Regions from separate parts of the Hordeum vulgare genome. Here region 1 is linked to region 2. A link is a contact called in public Hi-C data. All regions are on one chromosome and are shown on one strand. The core of a region is the stretch at or near the end of the contact, and the rest is flanking DNA. Distances in the headings are between cores, read along the strand shown.

What was found. A called contact is a pair of places that touch in the nucleus more often than the background predicts.
Region 1: a contact with region 2 is called in a Hi-C map of seedling, with 2.8 times the contacts expected there. The contact joins the promoter of LOC123445317 here to the promoter of LOC123440741 in region 2. A contact is called at or near these places in 2 of 6 Hi-C or Micro-C datasets (leaf and seedling) and 1 of 1 datasets of contacts at active chromatin or transcription factors (embryo).

What each region holds. Positions count from the first base shown.
Region 1 is chr3H:580,627,723-580,630,422 of MorexV3_pseudomolecules_assembly, reverse strand. It overlaps LOC123445317 (glutaminyl-peptide cyclotransferase), which reads left to right and starts at 1,258. Exons shown (of 11, transcript XM_045122280.1): 1 at 1,258-1,551; 2 at 1,650-1,706; 3 at 1,994-2,029; 4 at 2,126-2,190; 5 at 2,308-2,371; 6 at 2,608-2,700. The coding sequence starts at 1,273.
Region 2 is chr3H:580,458,323-580,461,022 of MorexV3_pseudomolecules_assembly, reverse strand. LOC123440741 (transcription factor BHLH6-like) reads left to right here and starts at 1,430. Exons shown (of 4, transcript XM_045117289.1): 1 at 1,430-1,711; 2 at 1,809-2,084; 3 at 2,307-2,477. The coding sequence starts at 1,430.

The sequences.
Region 1 (2,700 bases), core at 9-2,508, 170 kb before region 2:
GTCCAATTAATCACTTTCTTATGAAACACCTTCATACTCACGCACACGTGGTTTATGCGAAAACGACTCGACGTAGTCTAAGCACCACCACCCAACCGTCCTTGACCGTGGACACGGTTATTCGAATAGTTTTACACTCTTCAGAGGTTGCGCGCTGTATCCACGAGATCCGGGAAAATTCCGTGCCATCCACGACTTGCGGTATATAACATACCCGAGGTAAGTACCCAATCATTGCCTATCCCCTGACGACACTAGACAAAGAGTTCACTCGATTGGTACCTAGCCCACATGTTGTAGGTCTTACGAGCACCAACTCTAGATTGTATCATTCATGCAGGGACCAACGGTGTGTCCGGCACATGTAAAAACAGTATAGTCGTCCTATGTGGCACGACCCCGACACGAGAGTGACCATATCACTCCCGCCACTAGTAATGTGAACTCTTTGCTAGTACCGACCAGAGTAATCAACAAAGCCCCGTCCCATAAAGGGGTATGTGGTCGCACATGTAAGGTTGAGACGGTCGACACATCTTAAATCTCTCATTGCTTTAGAAACCACACTCACACACACCAATTTGTTTCTTGGTACACCACTTCTCTCTCAAGTGGTCATCCAACTCAATATCATCATCCTCGGGCATCAGTGACACCCGACGAGGTTTTTGGAAACCTCTTTGTAATCACTTCTGTGTTACCATCACCATGCATATGCTCATCCTATGCATAACACTACTATCTACTTGTCAACTTTACATCAGTGTGATCCTCGTAATTGATAATGGAATGCTCAAATACAAGTGCTCCAGAAGAACCATCGATAACACCATACATGTATTTGCCAACCTGTATTATTCGCCAACATGTATTTGCTCTCTAACCAAAAGTCGATTTCTCCTAGCAAAACCACATACGATAATTTTATAGTTGCAAGAGAGAGGTCGTTTACACGCCACACATTTTGCTATTGATATATAATTATTGCACATTCTTATATTCACACCCAGACTTGAGGGAAGAAACATTGGCGTGAAGTGCAATGCATGCAAACACGTTTTGTACTAAAATATAAAAGTAAAACCAAACCATGATGTTGTGTGAAAAAATTCAAAAATATTTCAAAGTAGACGTTTTCATTCCAATGTCCAAATTTTCAGCCAAGAAATTTGGAAGACAATCTCAAATGCTCCTACGAATCACAGGTGGAGAAGCACGCTAATCTGAGAGTTACAGTTGACTTCTTTCTCTTGCGACTAAAACCAGACCCAAATGGCCGCCGGCTCCCGACGGAGGCGGCCCGCCTCCTCAATGGCGCCTATCCCCCTGTCCGTATCCGCCCCCAGCGCCTCCCCCACGTCGTGGCGCCTCCGCCGCCGGCCCATCGCGGCCGCCGGCGCGGCGCTCCTCCTCCTGGCCGCGGCCGTCGCCGTCTGGCGCCCGGACTACCTCCCCGCCGCGCTCCTCCGACGCCCTCCGCCCGCCGTCGCCAGGTTCTACTCCTTCGACCTGGTCCGCGAGTATCCCCACGACCCCGAGGCCTTCACCCAGGCACGCACGCTCCGCTCCCTCCTGATCTCATTCGCTCCTCTGCTCTCCCATGGTGGGGAATTTTTTCCTCAGATCGTTGGTTTTTCGTTCTTTGGCAGGGTCTCCTGTACGGAGGAAACGACACCCTCTTCGAGTCCACTGGCCTTTATCATCAGGTAATGTAGCGCAATGTGGATCTCTTCTCGTGGATTACGGTGATGTAAACGTGATATGCCAAGGAATACGTCCGTGGGTTTTCCACAATAAATTACTCTAGTTTCACTTGAATTATGTATCTTGGTATTCATGCCTCCCTAGTGGAAGCAAGCAGACTGGCTATCACCGTTATGAGCTGTTGAGAATCTGTTACTTGAGCTTGCAAGTTGCATCTGTTTGGTTTGCTTGCTTTCTGTCAAGTGGTTTCTCTAAAGCACTAAATGCTTCTAATTTTGTGTCTGAACAGTCGTCGGTCCGAAAGGTTGATCTTCAAACTGGCAAAGTACGTTAAATAATGTGCTTTCCTCATTTGACATTGTGCAGCAATGGTTCACCTACCCTGCACTAAATCACTAGTTACTGCTTTGTCATTTATCAGGTTTTAGATCAGCACCAAATGGATGGACATATGTTTGGAGAAGGCTTAACACTTCTCGGCGACAGGTAGATGAACCTCGACTATACCTGACTCTAGAATCGCTTTCTTGAATACGATGACTCTATTTGCTTCCGCGGTCCTGTTAAATCTCATTTCATTTGCTTTAAAATTCTCTTTTGTAGATTGTTTCAAGTTACTTGGTTGAAGAATGATGGATTCATATACGACCTACATAACTTTAGCAAAGTAATTCTGCTGACCCTGTTTCTATCTTACTGCATTTACAGATGATCCAGATGTTTTTGTTTTAAAGTCGCAGCTAATTATCCCCAACCCCCCACCTATCAATGTCTATTGTCTGCTGATCTTCTGAAATATGGGTTTACAATCATTCACGTTGCATTTTACTGGTCATTTCTCAAGTTTTCGGTCTTTGTTTGCTGATGTCTTGAGGTAACAAGTTATTGTGCTCGCTGCTGCAGCGTGAGAGTTTTACCCATAAAATGCGTGATGGGTGGGGGTTGGCTACAGATGGAAAAATCCTATTTGGCAGTGATGGTACCTCAAGGTTGTAC
Region 2 (2,700 bases), core at 181-2,680:
AATTGGATTCTGAAACATTCCAATGGCGCTTCTCAAGCATGTCCTGGATGTTTAACCTGTCCATAATGAGCATCCAGACAAAACATCTTTATTTTCATGGTACAACAACTCCTCCAAATCAAATTGAGAAGAGGTAAACCAATTCATTTTGAGAAGAGGCCAAAAGAATACTTTTTAAACTAGTAGGTTGAGAAAACAAAACTCCAAAAAAATTCTTAAAGAGGTTGTCAAAGAGCTTCAAAGCTTTTTATCAAAACCAGAATTTTAAAAATCCATTTTAAAAACAATTCAAAAATCAAGAAATCAAATTTAAAAATTTTGGGTGTTACAGTAACACGCCGACACTACCACAACCTCCCGCGCCACCATGAGGAAGGGGAAAGACAGATGGTGTCATGCAATTATAAAAGCTGAGTCAACTTTCAACTGTGTCCACGGGACGAGGCTTACACAACTTGGGTGTACGTGGCTGCCCTGCTGCTCCACCCAAAAATTAACCTATTCCTTTTATTGTTCATGTGGAACAAAATGAGTGTGTGCTCCTCTCTCCAAAGTGTTTGTGTCTTTTTTAGAGAACGAACCTACATATGTCCACGCGAAATAGTTGTGTTAGAGCGAAGCCTAGATAGTGCAAAGGAAAGGAAATGGAACATAATCTTGCAAATAAAACAAACAAACAAACAACATTTTCTAAAAAAAAGTGGTAGCATTCTAAAAACCTGTTGGCTTTTGAATATTATCAAATAATTTTCTTTCTCAAAAAAACTTTATCAAATAATACTTACATAAACAATCTCACTTCAATGTATCATAACTCTTCCATTCAGTGATAGTGCGATGTTGAAGGAGGCGTCATCAGAGATAATGATGTGGCTTTATCAATATTTTGAATTGCGGATACCAAAACTCCTACCATCATCGATGACAGTGTCGAACATGAATGAGTTACTAAAAACGTGTGAGGTTCTTTCTCGTCCATTGCAACGAATGGCACATTAAATTACATCATACAAAGGCTAATAATAATTATTTTTTTCACCCGGTGCAACGCACGACCCACTTTTGTTAGTGTCTCAAAATAATTGTTTCAAGCTTAATGTAACTTTATGCTAGAGCTGGTACTCCCTCTGTCCCAAAATAACTGTCTCAAGCTTAGTACAATTTTATACTAGAGCTAGTACAAAGTTGAGAAGCTTATTTTGAAACGGACGGAGTATAAAGTTAAGACACTTATTTTAAGACGGAGGAAGTATAAGAGAAAAAGAAACAAAGAAGTTATACTCGGTTTGCGTGGGAACAAGGGAATAGACCATGGATATTGGATAGCGGCAACTTGTACATCATCCAAAACTGGATGGACGATGGGTCCACATACAGCTGCAGGTTTTTCGCAAAAAAGAAAAAGAACAAAAAAGATACAGCTGCAGGGATGGACTTCTGGGTTTGCTTGGACAAACAAGAGCGCCGTAGGTACGAACTTACCGGACAGAGGATGAAGAGGGCTGAGGATGAATCGACTGACCTGGATTGCAGCATGCAGATGTCCGACGGCTACAACGACTACTGGAGCTCCCCGGACACCGGATACTGGAGCTCCCCAGTGGTGTCGGCGGCGGTGCCGGCGAGCAGCATGAACAACGTCGTCGTAGGCGGCCGGAATCTCAACAGCAAGCTCTACGCCCTCCGGAGCGTCGTCCCAAACATCACCAAGGTACGTACGTAGGTGCCAACGATTGAGCAACCAACTGAAATTCACTTGGGACTTGGCATGCATGCGGCAGTTCAGAATCAACCGTTCTTCCTGGCAGATGGATAAGATCTCCATTCTCAAGGACGCCATCGAGTACATCCAGAAGCTGCGGGAGCAGGAGCGCCGGATGCTCGCCGAGATATCCCTCCTTGAGTCGGCACCGGAGGTACATGGCCATGGCGACCTGCTTACTAGTACGGTACAGCCCGTCGTTCCGAACGCCGGCCACGCCATGCCACCGGTGAAGAAGACAAGGAGCCCCATGTCACTCCCGTCGGCGGTGACCCCCGCATCCGCCATGGCCGCCGCATCTCCGCCGGTCGAGGCTATCGAGGTAAACGCGCCCACGTGCTTTATCTATTTAATCATCAATAACGATTGCGGAAGATGACAGTCGACCGGCAGACGGGGACCTTGCCTGATGTTGACGCCATGGACCATGGTCTTCCGATCTTTAGCGGCATCGTCTGCTGGGTTGCTACCCCCACCACGGCACCACCGGCCCGCCGCGCGCGGACAGCAAACCAGTCGGCTCAATATTTCATTACATGGACAGGTGAGGGTGACGGGCGCTGGCGATAAGCTGCTGGTGGTGAGCGTCGCGTGGCGCCACCGGAAGGGTGCCATGGGAAAGGTGTGCTGCGCGCTCGAGGGCCTTCGGCTCGCCGTGTTCTCGGCCAACATCATGGTTGCGTCCGGGACGGTGACGTACACCGCGCTCGTACAGGTAATATTGTGTCCTTTATCAACACTTGCGTTGTCAAACTTTCTAGAGTTTCGTAAGATTTGACGGCCAACAGATTTGAAACTGTCATGAAGAAGGGGCTTTTAGTTTCAGTGAAATTTCATCAAAACTTCAATCATCTTGGTAGGATGCTAAAATGATTGCCTTTTGGTCAAAATAGTTCAGCCATTACGACACATGCAATTTAAAATTATTTTTACAGTTT